6 separate regions of the Mus musculus genome follow, and all the other regions are linked to region 6. Evidence: chromatin contacts called from public ChIA-PET, Hi-C, HiChIP or PLAC-seq and promoter capture Hi-C data. All regions are on one chromosome and are shown on one strand. Each heading gives the region's core, a stretch centred on a gene start, on an enhancer-like site or on the middle of the called end of the contact. The rest is flanking DNA. Distances are from core to core; before and after follow the strand shown.

The links. Promoter capture Hi-C pulls out the DNA fragments that hold promoters and counts their contacts. Hi-C and Micro-C count contacts between places; a contact is called where the count stands out from the background. ChIA-PET counts read pairs in DNA pulled down with a chosen protein or histone mark. HiChIP or PLAC-seq counts read pairs in DNA pulled down with a chosen protein or histone mark.
Region 1: a Hi-C map of CD8 T cells shows a contact between it and region 6, with 4 times the contacts expected there. The contact joins the promoter of Ddx52 here to the promoter of Aatf in region 6. A contact is called at or near these places in 1 of 39 promoter capture datasets (cranial neural crest), 3 of 484 Hi-C or Micro-C datasets (CD4 T cells, CD8 T cells and embryonic stem cells) and 1 of 115 datasets of contacts at active chromatin or transcription factors (stem cell-derived neural progenitor cells).
Region 2: a contact with region 6 is called in a promoter capture Hi-C map of liver, with 2.6 times the contacts expected there. The contact joins the promoter of Heatr6 here to the promoter of Aatf in region 6. A contact is called at or near these places in 2 of 39 promoter capture datasets (hippocampal neurons and liver).
Region 3: a contact with region 6 is called in an RNA polymerase II ChIA-PET map of memory CD8 T cells, with 5 read pairs. The contact joins the promoter of Synrg here to the promoter of Aatf in region 6. A contact is called at or near these places in 1 of 39 promoter capture datasets (frontonasal cranial neural crest), 1 of 484 Hi-C or Micro-C datasets (CD4 T cells), 1 of 115 datasets of contacts at active chromatin or transcription factors (memory CD8 T cells) and 1 of 9 other capture datasets (adipose tissue).
Region 4: an H3K27ac HiChIP or PLAC-seq map of thymic regulatory T cells shows a contact between it and region 6, with 5 times the contacts expected there. The contact joins the promoter of Appbp2 here to the promoter of Aatf in region 6. A contact is called at or near these places in 2 of 39 promoter capture datasets (maxillary cranial neural crest and neural stem cells), 1 of 484 Hi-C or Micro-C datasets (CD4 T cells) and 2 of 115 datasets of contacts at active chromatin or transcription factors (memory CD8 T cells and thymic regulatory T cells).
Region 5: a contact with region 6 is called in a promoter capture Hi-C map of liver, with 3 times the contacts expected there. The contact joins the promoter of Usp32 here to the promoter of Aatf in region 6. A contact is called at or near these places in 3 of 39 promoter capture datasets (liver and pre-B cells).

The regions. Positions count from the first base shown.
Region 1 is chr11:83,940,703-83,943,402 of GRCm38.p6, forward strand. It overlaps Ddx52 (DExD box helicase 52), which reads left to right and starts at 1,388. Exons shown (of 15, transcript NM_030096.2): 1 at 1,388-1,562; 2 at 2,541-2,700. The coding sequence starts at 1,476.
Region 2 is chr11:83,752,378-83,755,077 of GRCm38.p6, forward strand. Heatr6 (HEAT repeat containing 6) reads left to right here and starts at 1,260. Exons shown (of 20, transcript NM_145432.3): 1 at 1,260-1,564. The coding sequence starts at 1,346. It overlaps Wfdc21 (WAP four-disulfide core domain 21), which reads left to right. Exons shown (of 3, transcript NM_183249.2): 3 at 117-269.
Region 3 is chr11:83,963,146-83,965,845 of GRCm38.p6, forward strand. It overlaps Synrg (synergin, gamma), which reads left to right and starts at 1,286. Exons shown (of 20, transcript NM_194341.2): 1 at 1,286-1,401. The coding sequence starts at 1,331.
Region 4 is chr11:85,233,853-85,236,552 of GRCm38.p6, forward strand. It overlaps Appbp2 (amyloid beta precursor protein (cytoplasmic tail) binding protein 2), which reads right to left and starts at 1,268. Exons shown (of 13, transcript NM_025825.3): 1 at 820-1,268. The coding sequence starts at 957. Appbp2os (amyloid beta precursor protein (cytoplasmic tail) binding protein 2, opposite strand) reads left to right here and starts at 1,314. Exons shown (of 4, transcript NR_028329.1): 1 at 1,314-1,480.
Region 5 is chr11:85,138,677-85,141,376 of GRCm38.p6, forward strand. Usp32 (ubiquitin specific peptidase 32) reads right to left here and starts at 1,279. Exons shown (of 34, transcript NM_001029934.1): 1 at 1,035-1,279. The coding sequence starts at 1,092. It also overlaps a transcript of 1700125H20Rik not described here.
Region 6 is chr11:84,512,229-84,514,928 of GRCm38.p6, forward strand. Aatf (apoptosis antagonizing transcription factor) reads right to left here and starts at 1,273. Exons shown (of 13, transcript NM_019816.1): 1 at 1,064-1,273; 2 at 1-101. The coding sequence starts at 1,154.

The DNA.
Region 1 (2,700 bases), core at 138-2,637, 570 kb before region 6:
TTCATGACATCTTATGCTCACTCCACATCTGCTCTCCTCGAGAATGAAAGTCTCACTAGAACTGAACTTTCCCCCTCTCCTCTCTATATCATAGATCTATCCACAAATGATATGGACATATGATGTTTGAGTCTATGCATTGTATTATTTATATTTTGATGTCTCCCAGTTTTGTTTCTCCAGCCTTCAGTCCTGAGCTTCAGACTCTTGGGTCCAAGTACCTAATTGGATGTCTTCACTTAATCAAGTAGAGATCTACATGTCTACAAACGTAACAATTCCATGATTCTCATTCTCACCAAAAGGCTGCTCTTCCTTTCTTCTTAGTTCAGTAAATGGCATGCCATCATCCCAGCTCAAACCACAATATTTAGCTACCTCTGGATCCATTTCCTCACCCTACACAAACTCCATCAGGTACATTAAACTCTATATCCAAACTGTAGCCCAAATCCATCCACATTTGAATAGCTATCAACCCAGATAAAAGCAACAGCTACTTTAGTCTCCATTTCTACTCTTATCTGTTCCATGTCCCTTCTCCAAATAACTCCAAATAATCATGTATGGCCCTTTCACGAATTCATTCATCAAACATTTATGGAAAGCAAACAGAACCAGGGATACAATCATAAAGCAAAAATAGATCTTCATGTTTGTGGACTTACATTCCAGAAGACAGGTTATACAAAACTTAAAAAGTCGAGTAGTTCAAACACAATGAGAATGAATCTAAAAATCAAATGGGATAAACTAAGATAGTTGCTCCTTCCATGAATTTTGGTTTTGCAGCATGTTTAGATTAAAACCTAAATACTTCATCATGCCCTTGTTACAGCGTTGAGACCTGGTTTGTTTGCCCCTGTAAGCTTAGCTCCAGCTACTCCAATTTTCTTTCCTTTCTTCATTTCTTCCTTCATCCCTCCCCCCACCCACCCCCTTTTCCTTCTTTCTGTGGCACTGGAGAGCAACTCAGATCGGCTTCTGTTCTAACAAGGTTTCAGATCCGTTTCCTTCTTCAGATGGGTTTTCTCTTCCCTGGAATGCTGTTCCCATGTCTTGGGAAAGTGGCCCCTTCTCAGTTCAAATTTGATTGAATTTAACCAATCTAACTAAACTAGCTTCTACCCCTTCTCAACCCATCACAGCTTTTAATTTGCCTCACGATGCTTTCCATTTTCCTCAGTTACAGTAACTGGTTAATAGTATCTCTGTCCTTTCTAAACGGTAACCGAAAATGCAGAATATTGGCGTGTTGCTCATCAAACTATCACTAAACGTCTAGCACACTCCCACGCACAAGAAGCGTCGATTTTGGATTTTGTGAACGAATTCCCAGCTCACACGTTTTCCACGCCTATCACAGCCAGGCTCCGCCTCCTGGAGCGACTTCCGCTACGGCCTGTGCGGAAGCAGTCGCGGATAGAAAGTGGTAAACGCAGGCGCCGGGAGGCCGTGGGGCCTTCTGGGTAAAGATGGATTCCTACGACCTGTTTCGCCGGCTTGGAGCCGGCGCCAAGTTCGACGTGAAGCGCTTCTCAGCAGACGCTACTCGATTCCAGGTACTTTCTGTACGCGGGGAGCCGCGTGACCGAGAAGGGGCGGGATCCGGAGATTGAGACCGCCGCCAACCGGGCAGCCGGCGCGCTGGAGACCCCGAGGCCAGGCTCCGATCACCCCCAAGCATTTCCCTCCTGGGATTTAGCTTAACCTAAGATTTACCCCAGACTTCTGAAGGACTGTTTACTGAGCCCCGGTAGACTCAGTTGAGCCTGGCACAGACATTTTGATTCCCAGGTATCTTACTTTACTCACAAAGTTGGAATCCTTTCCGAGACCCCTCTTAGAAACTAAGAAAGCACGCTTTCACTGTAAGCTACCCAAGTTTGACTTAATGTACAGATAGCTGTACTGCAGTGGAGAGTTGGGGTGTTTTGTTTTGTTTTTTCATCACTCTAACCAACCACATTTTAAGTAGCCAACCAAAAGTGTGATCCTGATATGCGGGGGGTTTCTTAAAGAAGTAGTGAGCATGAAAGGAAGTCAGTTGGGACTCACTTGTGAAACATTTTAAACATAAGCCTTACTGTAAAATACAGCCTTTGTGGAGGGTGATGTCTGTGTTTCTTCGTCCTGACTGCAGTGTTGTGGTTACATTTGAACCCTGGAGCAGGGATTTCTGGGATCAAATGCAGGGCCTGCTAGTGAATACTTCTGAGATCTTCACTAAGTTACTTGCTGGTGCCTGGATTTTTTTTTCCCCTCTTCTGTCTCACTGCTATTTACCTTGTAGGGTTGGTGTGAGGATGAAGTAATTTAATATCTAATAAATATCCTTGACGTGTAGTAAATGTATATAAATATTCATTGTTGTTGTTGATAGGATTCTGTTTGCCTAAACACACTACTTAGCTCAACAGAATCTTGTTTGAAAAGGTTAAAAAGGCGAATTACTGAACCTGCGTCCTCCGTACAGCCAGTCACGGTTGGATGGAAACAGTTCTGGCAGTAAATTTCATTTAAAACTTTTGGGGTTTTAGGTAGGAAAAAGGAAATTCGATTCCGAGTCTTTGGAGGTCCTGAAGGGACTAGACTTCTTCGGAAACAAGAAGTCCGTCTCAGATGAATGTGGAGCATTGCAAATACACCAGGAGCCCCCAAATGAGGAGAAAACACAAGGGGTCCTGTTGGAAAGGAGTA
Region 2 (2,700 bases), core at 10-2,509, 760 kb before region 6:
GCAGTAGCCAGGTACCCAAAACAGCAGGTCTCGTGTATAATTTTTATATCTATTTCTCCAACAAAGAATTTTCTCAAAGGCCATCTTCCCTGATTACTGTTCATTTCTTCCTATAGCTTCTACCTGGAAAAAAAAATGTGTCTGTTTGGAGCTCTGTGACCAAGAAAACAGTTGAAAATGGAGGCCATGTATGGAGATTACAAGCAGCACAGTGGAGTGGGACAAGGAGTTGTTTCTTTTAATAAATCATTAATGTAAAAGTCTCAACACTTCTTGAGTTATTTTCTTGGAGGTTGTTATGGTTTGAATATGACACGTCTCCCTGGTCCATAGTTGATTGTACTGTTTGGGAAGAAGGGGCCATGCTGGAGGAGATAGGTCAACGGGGTATTTTGTCCTGGGCTTGACATGTTTCTTGTTGTTTCCTGGTTGCTTTAGGTGAGAAGCCTCAACCAAATACCCCTGCTGTCACGATCATTCTCCTTTACTACAAAGCAGCAGATTCAGTCAAGCATAGCCTTAAACCACCTAAAATAGTGCACCAAAAAATTAATAATAATAATAATAATAATAATAATAAATCCTCCTTCCTTTAAACTGTTCCTCTCAGTTATCTAATCCTAATCGTGAAAAAGCTACTAATGTCAATACGTTAAGTTTTTGTCTTAGTCAGGGTTTCTATTCCTGCACAAACATCATGACCAAGAAGCAAGTCAGGGAGGAAAGGATTTATTCAGGTTACAATTTCCACATTGCTGTTGATCGCCAAAGGATGTCAGGACAGGAACTCAAGCAGGTCAGGAAGCAGGAGCTGATGCAGAGGACATGGAGGGATGTTACTTACTGGCTTGCTTCTTCTGGCTTGCTCAGCCTGCTCTCTTATAGAACCAAGACTACCAGCCCAGAGATGGTCCCACCCACAAGGGGCCCTTCTCCCTTGATCACTAATTGAGAAAATGCTCCACAGCTGGATCTCATGGAGGCACTTACTTCCCCAACTGAAGCTCCTTTCTCTGTGATAACTCCAGCTTGTGTCCTATCAGAACATCAAGAGTAGAAGGAAGCCATATAGCTCACTTTTCTGTCACTGCCATGTAGAAGAGTGCTCTCCAACTCCAGCCAGAATCTGAAACTCTAGCAACGTCAGCCCTGCCCAAGAGCAAACTTTCTGAGAGGGTAAGGGGTGGTGGGTGGCCTTATTTCTGCTGCCTTTTACCTATCCTAATCACAGAACGACTTGCAACCTACAGTTCAAATGATGGCTTTCCGGAACTGGAGCACACACCCAGGCCCTGCCCCAAGCGGTGCCCCGGAAGTATTTCCCAGGCTTTCTCACGGAGGAAAAATGGCGGCGGTGCAGGTCGCCGCCTCTCTTCCTTGTGGGCAGCCGCGAGAGGCCCCGCGGGAACTGTCGCCGGAGCAGGACGATGGGTTCCGCCGCTTGTCTGCCAGGCTCCGCGCGCTGCAGCCGGATGACAGCACCGTGTCCCGCATGGAGATTCACCTGCTCTTCGACCAGCTCATCTCCGAGAACTACAGCGAGGGCGGCGGCGTGGCCCCCGAGGTAGGCGGCGCGCCTCATCCTGCCCGGACAACGGCTGGTTCCTCCCTCCGGCCCCTCCGGCTCTCACCCACGTCCCGGATGACTTAGTTCCAGGCTGGCTTTCTCCCTCGGTCCGTGCCATATCTCTCTGCCCTCCATCTGAAAGCTTGCAAGCCAGCATCTTTTCAAAGGCTTCTGCTCTGACGCCCTCAGCTGCCATCCCTGGTGAGCGACTCCGGGAATGTCGGAGCGAGGGTAGTCTTAGTTGATTTCGCTGATGTACGCACTGAAGCTCACAAGAGATCCAGCGTCACGGTTTGGGCAAATGGCAGAGCTAGATTGGAACCTAAATTTGTCGTAAGGCCTGTATTTTCTGTTTTGTTTCGGCACTAGCTCTCGTTTGCTTCCACTTCTCCTGTCAGGATCATCTCATTCATACACATCCGCTCTTGTATATCACTGATTCCCAGAACCCCTGAGCCAGTCCTACCTGCGAGCATCTCAAACTTGATAGCTCGTATAGATGAATACATTGTCTCCCATACTCCTAATCCCCTATTCATTCTACCCTACCCCACCCCAAATACACACAAGGCATGCACACTGCTTCTTTTCTTTACCCTGGAGCCTGTTGGATTAAAATTCTTCAGTCTGTCTCAAACATGTTTCTCAGTTCACACTCTTCTCTCCCTAGTCTCTCACTGATCTTCCTCTATTCTAGCCCCATTCCAGACTATTCTTTGCCAGAGTCTGCTATTGGAAAAACAAAAACAAAAAACAAACAAAACGCATACAAGTGTACGCATAATCAGAGATTTTCTATGTATATTGGCAAATGGCAGAAGCAAGCGGCCAAACAGTAAGAGAAAAATATGGGGCTTAAGGATGTAAAGGGGAAAAGAATCCCGAGCAGCTCACCACGGATAAGGGAGCAGAGTGGAACTAAGTGAAATTAAGGGAGCTTTTTATTTATATACTTGGCTATTTTGCACAACAACAACAACAAAATGTGTGCCTTTCCATTCTTCTCTCCTTGTTCTCCTCTTGGGTTCAGTCACTTGGCACTTGGTGCCTCGGGTTCAGGCACCTGAGGACATTGCGCATCTCTGAGAGTTCCCCCACTCCATCCCCTCCCCTTGTTCTTTGATTACTTGTCT
Region 3 (2,700 bases), core at 36-2,535, 550 kb before region 6:
ATACACTTGAAACCATTGCGGCTGCATTTTCATTTTAGACCTTCAGCTTTTCCTGTGTTTTAAGAGTAAAAGTGCCTATCTCTGTGTCTGAAGCTTTGTATGCTAACAGCACCACTCTTTAGCAACTAACGGCAGTGATGAAGTATAGAAACGATTATGTGGTATGGGGCTGTGATCTCAAAGCATCCTAACAAGACTCTTAACACAGGTGGGGAGTGTCCTTGGACGGATGCAGATAGAGATGGTAACAGATCGTGTTGATAATCCCCATTCAGTTATTTTCTCTTTATTTTTTCTGAGCAACCACCCAGTCCATGAAGTAGCTACAAAACTTGTATCAGCTTTTTTTTTAAAAAAAGGGTCAGGAATGGATTTAAACTCCTATACATATCAGTAAGGACTCTCCTATATAAATGCTAGCTTTGACCAGGGAAGAGGAAAAGTGAAATAGTAAACAAGACCAAACAAGGAAAACAGATCTCACAAATAGTGGGCGTGGTCCTAGTTAAAGGACCAAGGACTTTGAGGACATATTGGTGTGGACACACTGCAGCTCCAAGATCTGAGCATATTACAAGAACTTCTTTCAAGATTTTTTTTTCTCATTTCTAAAATAGCAGTAATAACTCAGGGACATCAGACTATTAAATGCACATAAAACTGGTCTAGTAAACTAATAACCTATTATAATTGTCTCAGCGAAAGCTGTAAGGCAAGAAGTGGCAGGGACTGGTTGTGATTGATCCATTATCTAAGAGCTTAACAAACTTACTTTCAACACATTTTACTTCCAGGTAGCTTGGTTAGGGTTGGAGGTGTCAAAGTAAAAATACCCTGTGTAGGTTCAGCATGTGCTCACGGTGCCTCACTATGGCAAAACCGACCACATGAGTAGGGCACCTTGGAGGATATCCTCTTCGTGTGTATTGGGTCCATGTATGCTCTAGATTGACTTAAGTAAAAGGTACTGTCAGTGTCTGTAATAGATGCTGAAGAGAGAGTGCCAAGGGAAACAGCTGTAAAGGCCCTCTAGGATCCGACTGCTGTGTAAAGGAACAGCAGAAAAGCACCTGTGTTCCATCATCTGGTTATATCAGGACCTACTGTGTGCATTAGTGCAGATCCGGGTTTGCAAACTAACTACACCAGCCGCAGTGCTGTGTCTCCTGCAGAATGCCACCGGGGCGCGCCGCTCGTGCCCGGGGGCCATGAAGTCACGTGGGCGCGCAGCCCCGCCCCGTCGTCGGCCCCGACTTGGTGGGGCGGTGTCTGCCCCGGAAGTGCCTGTCTTCGGCTGACAGCTGCTGGCGCGGCGGCGGCCCCGAGCAAGATGGCGCTGCGGCCGGGAGCCGGAGCCAGCGGCGCGGCGGGGGCGGGCGCGGGGCCCGGCGGGGCAGGCAGGTGGGTCGGCGGGGCGGGCGGAGTGGGCAGCCATGGTCGGCGGGGTGGGCAGGTGGGGCCGGGCGCAGGGGCGGCGGTTGCGGGGCGCGAGCGTCCTGGGGACCCGCGGGGAGCGCGCTCGGGTGCAGGCGCCACCGCACCTGCCGCGGGGCCTCGAGCGCCCGCGAGTCCCTGCTAGGCTTGCTGGGCTCGAGCTGCTGTCGGAGCGAAGGCTGTGACGGTCTAGTCGCAAAGCTGGAGGAACCGTTTTAAGACTGTACAGTACTGTCTTTCCTCTCATAGAGCGTCCTGTCCAGTCCTTTTTTCTTTTCTTCACATACAAATAGAAAAATCTGAAGACCTTTGAATTAGTAATTGTCTTGAGATAAAGCCCGTTTAGTAGAAAAAAACATTTGTCTGACTCCTTTTAAAATAGACATTTTGAAACAAAGAAAATTCACTGACCAAGAGCAGTATGCTCCTCTTAAAACAAAAGCTTCCAGACTTTATTGAGCTCCTTTTAAAAATAAAAATCTGCTCTTTGTTCTATTTCAGATAATTTTTAGGCTATGCTCCCTGTATCCAGAATGGTAAAGGGGTGTTTGTAACTCAAGTTCATTTTCATTTGACAAAATGTTTGATTCCAGAAAGTCTGCTCCCCTTTCTATCATGACTCAGTTTGTGTTTATTTAATTAGCTGACATATAGCACACACATTCCGAGATAAAATTAGCTTTTATTTTTAAATATCCTAAGTTATCTTTGGAAAGCGAAGTATTTGGGTTTTTTTTTTAATGTATAGTTTAATTTTGGAATCACCTACACTTCAAATGTGTAAAAGATTTTAAAGTAACCGTCTCCTTCAGGTGCATATTGTGAATACACACACACACACTCATTCACGGAAGGAAAAAAAGCAGTCACTTGAATAAAGCAACGGTGTGTGGCCAGGTTTTCTGCTTCCTCTACAGTCTTTGACTTTAAACTTAAAACATTTTCCTTCCTCCTCTGGTTTTGTCACTGTTTCGTTGGGGTCTTTCATTAGTGAGCATTAGAAATTGCTTTTGCCTGCAGAATATATACAGGATGACAATTTCTAAAGTGGCATTCTATTAATCTAATCAAATGTATGAGTAATAATGGGACCAGTCCTAGAAATTTTCAAAGAATTTCATGTTTTAGGCACAAATGTTTTCAAAAAAAAAAAAAAGGAAGACCCCCTGGGCACAGAAAAATTCAGTGTGTTGCTCAGTTTGGTTTGTAGTATTTTAATGCCACTGGTCCAAGGAGCTGCACTGGAGAATGCCTGTAATCCAGCTC
Region 4 (2,700 bases), core at 18-2,517, 720 kb after region 6:
AGTTCTCCTCCCTCTCAGAACACTGCAAAAATTGTCCACGTCTATGAACACTTACCCTTGAAACTCCTTGGAGAGCAACTTGGGACTTTCTGTGCAGATTTTTGAGAGGGAGCGACGCAAGAATGCTGCAAAATCGCACTTTTCATACACATTGGTATAATTCAGATTTCTACTTCTTGCTTTCAGGGAATTTCACTGCGTCCTTTCTAAAGATCCAGTCTATTACTAATCTATTAGTAAAATTCCCAATTTAACCCAAAGTGTAAACCGAAAAACCAAAACAAACCTAGAAACCACACAAAAAAGCTTTCAAGGATATGCAAATGAAGCCCACAGACCATTTTCATTAAGCCCTAACTAAATCATTTCGGATTGAAAGAAAGGAAAGGGACGAAACTCGGATTAGAGAAGGGAGGGGAAAAAAAAAAGAAAAAGAAAGAAAGCAGTTACTCGGGTAAAGAGGATCGACGAGATGACAAAGTAGGGAGAATTAGGGGTGGAGCGGAACAAAAAAGTCCAGCTGATACAAACACTAGAGAAGACAGAAAATACCCCAGCGACTAGAGGACCGGGTGGGACTCGGCTGGGTCAGGCATTCCCGCAGGCCTACCCTGGGGCCCCTAAGGGGATGGCGGATAGCTCTCACACAAGAACCCCCCCGGGCCGCACAGACCGGGAGGCAGACGCGGGGGTGGCGGCGTATCGGAAAGCGGCCACCGCAGCCGACGCTACCTCGAGAGCTACAGGCCGGGCCGTGGACGTGGAAGGGGGTGCGGCCCAGGAGCAGCGGCGGGGTCCGATAGAACAGATCGCCTGTACCTTGTAGTAAACGTCGAACTGGATATTCTCCGGCAAGGAGCGGATGTCGCGGCGCGAGCGGATGTAGTTGTCCACGACAGCGGAGATGGCGGTGTTGTAGAGCGTCTCCGGGATCCACTCGAGCTCCACGGCCGCCATCTTCCCTCGCTCCTCCTCCGCCTCCTCCCGCAGGCCTCCGCCTCCCTCCGTAGCGAACCCGTGTGAGGCTCCGGAGGCTTCCGAGGGGCGGCGACCACGCGGGCGAGCGGGCGTGCGCGCGCCTCTCGGACCCGGCTGCCGGGCCTCTGCGTGCGCGCGCGGCCTGAGGGCAGATGGTGCTGGCGGTAGCGGCGGTAGCGGCGGCCACGGAAGATCCGGACGAACGCAGACCACGACCGTACCGAGAGCCTCACATTCCCAACAGGAGAGCGAGCCCAGTTCCGTCCAGGCTCTCAGCTCTGCATGGGCGGGGCTGCGTGTGTGCGTCATGACGTCAACGCGCGACGCGCCGACGCGCCCGGGAAGGAATGCGGCAGGCGGAAAACTTGCGGAGAAAGAGCGCGGAGCGTCTGAGGGGCGCTGGGTGCTTGTTCCTAAAGGACGAGACACCGGGGAAGCTGGGCGGTAGTTGGAGTGGTGTTTTATCCAGCGTGCTGTGGCTCTCCAACACAGTCTCGTTTCAGTGAGTTTTTCGACGACAGCCCTCTTCAACTTTAAGAATTGATCTTTTAGATCAACGAACTTTAGGACTGATCTTTTTTTCACAAAAGTGCACAGCACGGACGGGGCATGGTGGTGCACTTGGAATGGATCGCTTGGGAGGCAGAGGCAGGGGTATCTCCTGAGGTCAAGGTCTATGGAGTGAGACCCTGTCTCAAACAAAGAAAATCTATATTGAGGGATGTGGTGGCCCATCACTTTTATCCCAGCACTGCAGAGACAGAGGCAGGTGGATTTCTGTGAGCTCCAGGCCAGCCTGGTCTACAGTGTGAGTTCCAGGCCTGTCCCTCTTGCTCTGGCCCTGTTGTCTCCTGCTCTACTCGCTCAGCCCTAGCTCATAGATTCTTTTTCATTGGGGATGGTTGTGAGCCACCATGTAGTTGCTGGGATTTGAACTCATGACCTCCGGAAGAGCAGTCGGTGCTCTTAATCAACTGAGCCATCTCACCAGCCCCTATCCAATTTTATTTTATTTTAAATTTTGGTTTTTCGAGACAGGGTTTCTCTGTATAGCCCTGGCTGTCTTGGAACTCACTTTGTAGACCAGGCTGGCCTCGAACTCAGAAATCTGCCTACCTCTGCCTCCCGAGTGCTGGGACAATTTTCTTTTTTCTTTTTTTTTAAAAGAAGAAAAATTTGTTTAACATGCCCTGGCTCTCCTAGAACTTTATCTGTAGACCAGGCTAGCCTCAAGTCACAGAGATCTTGCTGCCTCTGCCTCGCTAGTGCTGGGATCAAAGGTAGTTGCCAGCATTTTTTTACTGAGCAATCATTCAAGCCCCGTTTCCCCATTTTTGCATTGAAAAAAAAAAGAATCTATTAAATGTTTTGGCTTGCCTACCAAATTCTTCTAGTAGTCTGAGAATGCATGTCAAACAAATGGAGAAATGCACTTTAAATCCAGTGAAACTGATTAACCATACACACATTTAAACTTCTTCAGTCCTGTGATTTCTTAGGCTATAATTGACAAACCTGGGAAAGCTGTAGTCAGCCTCAAAATAGGGTTGACAGATTTATCAAGTTTAAAAAAAAAACATAGAAACCTCTAAAACACCCTTTGATTGATTGATTGATGATTGATTTTGAGTCAGGGTCCTACTTATGGGCATGGCTGGCCTGGAACAATAACTTGTTAGCTTTGGATTTAAACTTGCACTGATTCTCTATCTCCCAAGACAG
Region 5 (2,700 bases), core at 29-2,528, 630 kb after region 6:
GTTTTTCACTTCTTACCAAGAAAATCCATTAAACATCAAAGAGAACTACAAGCACCACACAGACACACTCTCAAATCTCAGTCATGAAAAATTAAGTCACATTCCGGCCATAAACTGTGCAAGACACTTCCAGTTAGCACGAGCTTTACACTGACAATCGTATCAGAGTAAGTGGTAGGGGGTTGGGGGCTATTAACAACACAGTGTGAATCAGAGCCAAGAGCAGCAGCCGTTGACAGCAAGGCCAGTCTCTGAAGGGAGCTGTAATACAGTATCACAATGCTGGGTTTCCGAATGCCATTTTAAGGGAGCGAGGGGGTAAGAACTGGGAATCAAGTGTACTAAAACCGTCTGATCAATGTCCGAGGAGAGGAAACCTAAGACAAGGTCTTATGAACATCAGCTGTCTAATCTGTTCTCACCTTAAACACAACTTCACTTTCAGGTCGTTCTTAATCAAAGTCAACCGCTCAAAGGGTGAAGGATGGCAGGAGTAAATGGAAGGATAGTCATCGCCCTCAACAGAGAGGCAAAGACCCTGGGAAAACCAGAGGCTCCCTAATAGAAAAGGACTTCCAGGAGCAAAACAGAACGCCCTGTCTTCTCCTCCAGCCAATGCTGTTAGAAACCAGATTAGGATGTTGTCGGAGGCTTTTTTTTTTTTTTTTAAATGAAAGAGTGATATGAGAAAATGGCACTGAAGGATGAGGGGGCCTGGAAGGGTTGAGCCACCCAAGAACCGATGGTCAGGGCTTCCCTGCACCTAAACAAGATAACAACGCCAACCGAGTGCACCGGCAATGGCCAGCCAGCGCCCGGTACCCCCGTCACTGCCAAAGCTTCGCCCCCTCCCCTAGTGCCCCAATTCCCACACCCCGCTTCCCCTTCCACCTCCCTGCCCTCGATATTCCCACGGCTGGCCTCCCGGGTCCTTCGCCAGGCACCCCACGCCCCAGCCTCCTCTCCCTCCGGCCACCCACCCCTGGGCGCTCCGCGCTGGCCTCCCCGCAGCTCACTCGACCCCTCCCCCTCACCTCTCCTCAGCGCCTCCTCGTAGCTGAGGAATCCGATCCGTGACTCCTTGGCGCCCATGCTCCCCTCATCCCCTCGGCCGGGGGTCGGAGCCTGCTTTCGCCCCCACCCCCCTCCCGCCTCCTTCGCGGCGTCGCCGGCTGACGGTGTCGGCGTCCCCGGCCCCCTCCTCCCCCAACACTAACAAGTGCGGCTTCTGCCCCAGCGACTCCTCCCGGCCGCCGCCGCCGCCTCCATGCCGAGTCACGTGACCCGCTCCCACCCCGCCCCCTTCCCCTCCCTCCTACTCCGCCCTTCTCCTCTCTCTCCTCCCTTCGCGTCTCGCCTCACTCCTCCTCTCCTCCCTTCCGCCCCCACCCCGCCCTCCCGCCAGCACCGCCGCGGGTCACCTGACCCAAGGCCCGGGACGGTTCCGGGTAATGGCCGCCGGGGGGCCACGCTCCGCCCCACCCCACGCTAAGAGCGCGCAGGGGGGGCGGGGCGGCCTCGCCACACGTAGCACGTCATCCCTATCTTCCTGCCAATCCTAGGCCTCGAATCCCGCCGCGGCGCTCAGCTGGCCAAGAGGGCAGTGACTTCCGGGGCGCCCGAGGACGGGTCTTCCCGCCCCCCACGTTCTGGCGTTCGACGGGCGGGGCCGGAGCGATGACGGTTGGTGCTGCGGTGGCCGCGACCCACCTTGGAAGACTAGGGGAATGTTAGGGAGCAGGGGGGGTCTGAGGAAAGCGGTGCGGGCGACAAAAGGAGCGGGCAGGCGGGGGACCCCTAACGTTCGGGGGATGTTGGCAGAAGTGGAAGATGAGACTCACGGCTTCTCTGAGAAGATACCTCTTTTTCCTTCTAGAGATGGAGCCTCAGGACAGGGCAGTGGACCTTGTCGCAGTATTTTACTTTCTACGCCTTCCCATTCTCCAAACGCGGCTGCCTTAGCTTTTCTTTCAGAGGCCCAAGCCACTATGTTGGTCCATTTTTCCCTCTGAACCTGTTGCCTCCCTCCCCCAATTTTTTTAAGCCGCATTAGATGTTTTGTTTTGGGTGTTTGTTTCTGACGCAGGGTTCTGCTTTGTAACCCAGGCTGTCCTCGAACTTGTAGATTCGCGTGCCTCAGTTTCCCATGTACTGGTTCTACAAGAAACACCACACCCAGCCCTGCCACCTTCATGCTTCAACCAAACACTTGCCCTCTAAAAATGAGACAGTTCAAAACTGAGTAGCTTGCTTTAAAATACATATATTTTATGTATAATACATATGTATATAGTGTGTGTGTGTGAATTTAGTAGCATTAACATTTACATCGTTATTCAGTCTTAGTTTATCTTCAGGACTACTTGATCTAGTAGAGAACTGAAACTTTCAACAGTAATGTTGGTTCATCAAGGCAACTACATTTCTCCTGTGACTGGCTTATTTCACTTAACATGGCTCATTGTGTTGTAGCATATCAGGCATGTGGTTCAGCAATTCCACTTCTCAGTATATAGTCCCGAAGTATGTCTTTAAAGGGATGTGTGAACAGCTATTTATGCACTCAGCATTTATAGTATATACAATAGTCAAAACGTTAAAAATAAATGTCATAAGTTAGTAAACAAAATGTGGTGTATAAACACAATGGAATGTTTTTCCATTTCCTTTTTCTGGGTGGGGGAACCAGTGAGACAAGTT
Region 6 (2,700 bases), core at 23-2,522:
CAAGAGGGAGACTGGTGCCAACTTTCTAATGCTACTCACTGCCAGATCATCTTTCTCCTCTTCCCCTTCATCAAACCTGTCAATCACTCTGGCTCTAGTGGCTGTTGGGGAGGGAGAAAAATAGAATCTTAGGTTAGAAAAATACTTTAACAGGAACCCACTTAAGCCATTTCAACCCCACACCCCACCTTCCTGTACTAGGTGAGTACTCTTAGTACTGGGCTCCACCCCAGCCCTTGATTCATTGTGTCCTCTATAACATAACATAACTAACTTACAGGAATAGGGAGTTGACTTCTGGTTTCTAAGGAGACTGCTGTCATATTGCTATCTATTTCTAAACAGAGAGCTAACTCCCTGCAACTACTAGGAGACATGTTTTTATGCCTTGGAACTTATAAATCTAGGAACGTATAAATCTGATTCTTCCTTGCTTTTCCATGGTGTTTTTTATTGTTTTTCTTTTTCAGAGGTTCTGAAAATTAAATCCAGTGCATCAAGTGTTATCGGCTACATGCCCAGGGTCCTTAATTCTTCCTCAATATGTGACAGTCATTGGGTGCTATAGACACTCATGACACCCCTCCAGTTGTCTTTCTCACACCTCCCTGACCCAAGTCTAAAGCACAATTACTCCCAGCCGGTCTCAGAACAGGTTTATGAAGAATCAGTCTGTCATCAGAATGTGGACAAATGGCTTAAGGCCTAAATAAACATGGCTAAACAGCATCGGGTAATCATTTTCATTCTCATGAAGATTTTAGAAGCAGTCAGTTTCAAACACACAAAAACCTGAAACTCATCAGGCTTCTTTCTCCTTTCGAAGGTAATACCAAGAAAAGTGGCATCCTAAACTGCTGCCAGCCGGCTGCCTGCAACTCCCCGCCAGGGTCCTGATGTCCCGCCCACCCCCAGAGTCTAGAATGCTGGATTACTGCTCACGCCACCCTCCCAAGAGACAATTTTCCCCCAGCGAAAAGGGAAGGCGAGCAGGTCCAAGCACCAGCGGCCCTTGAAGTCGGAGCCACTGCTCTGCACGTGGTTAGCCCCAGTCAGGCCTCACCCTCCTCCGGGTCGGCCTCAGGATCCGCCTCACGCGGTCTCGGATTCAGCAACTGTTCCAGCTGCAGAGCCAAGGGCTGCGGCGCCGCCATGGTCACCAGGTCACTGCCGGCGCTGCGCTCGTGAACCTGCACTGCAGCCCGAGCCCCCCGGCCCGACACTCGCAGCAGTGGCGCTACGGCCCAGACTCTACTTGGCAACTCAAGGCGGAGACCTCGCGGAGGCGGCGTTTAGAATCCCAGTAGGCAACTTCCGGGAGGCGCGCGCGCGCCGGAGGGGCGGGGCGTCGCGTCACCACTGGGCTGCTAAGCTGAGACGCAGGCGCCCGAAACCGTGGCAGGGTTGCGAGCCGCCCGAACGCGCGTGCGCCGGAGGCCCCTCGGACGCGCGGCGCGGGAGCGCGCCGGAGCACGTGACCGCTTGGAGCGAGAAAGGTTGATTGTGCTCTGAGCTGCCAGGGTCCCCTAAGCACGAAATAACGCCTCGAGCTTTGTGCGAGCTTGGTTTAGGAATTAAGCGTAAAGTAGCTGTGGCTGCTGGTGGCTGGCTGGTTTGTGAAAGGGAGTGAAGGATAAGCCTCTCAAACCTCAGGTACACACTCGAGCAAGCACAGACCCGGGACTCAAAACGGGGCTTTTCTCAGGGTAGAGGAGCCTGCGGCCAGGCACACAGCTTCGGGCCAGGATCTGAGAGGCCTGCGTGTGTTAAGTGTGCGGCGAGGTGCGATCTTTATTGATAGAAATAATTAGGAATCGCGATGGTTGTACCACAAATCAAGATTGTTTCTGTAGCTTCTTGTACCCTCTTGCCTGGGCAATCACAGGGAGGGGCAGGGGGGTAGAATTACTCTACTACAGAAGCGTTGATATTAACAGCTTTTCTGTTCAAAGATGGAGTGACTCAGTCAGACCCCCGAAACTAGTGAAGATGGGAGAAGAGAAACCCTTCACTCAGTTCTGGTATTAGATGGCCAGACTCAAAATACACAAAGACCTTAATGTGATAAATGTAATTGCACCCAGGCCCATGAAGCTATGCCATCACTTTGCATTCGTTTTTCTTTTCATGGAGCATCCCTTGACGCCCACTACTGTGGCAAGCACTGCTAGATGAAATATAGGATGTGTAAGTTAGACTCTCTCTCCACACAGTGACCAGTCTAGAAGGGCAGGAAACATGAACTGCACCGAGGAATGACAAATTTGAGTGTAAAGTGGTCTGTCTATACTGATCTGTTGGAGGTCTTCCTCCATGGAGACCTAGAATCTACTATAACAGGAAAGCTGCCTCAGAAGAATCCAGAAAAAAAAAAAAAAGAAAAAACGACTTGAATAATAGACACTGTGTCCATGCCTGTTTGTATGTTAAGACAGTCTCTTGCCTCCTACACATCATGTAATTGAAGATGACCCTGAATTTCTTGACCCTCCTGTCTCCACTGGGATTAGAGACATGTGCCTGCCACTACACCCTGTTTATTTAGAGCTAGGGGCTGAACCCAGAGTGTTCTGTACACTAAGCAGGAGCTCTTCCAGTTCTAAGTCCCCAGGCCAGTGCCATTTTTTAAGTATACTCCAGGCCAGCTGGATCCCAAAGCCAGCAACGTAGGCAACTGGTAGCTCCCCAGTAGAATCCACT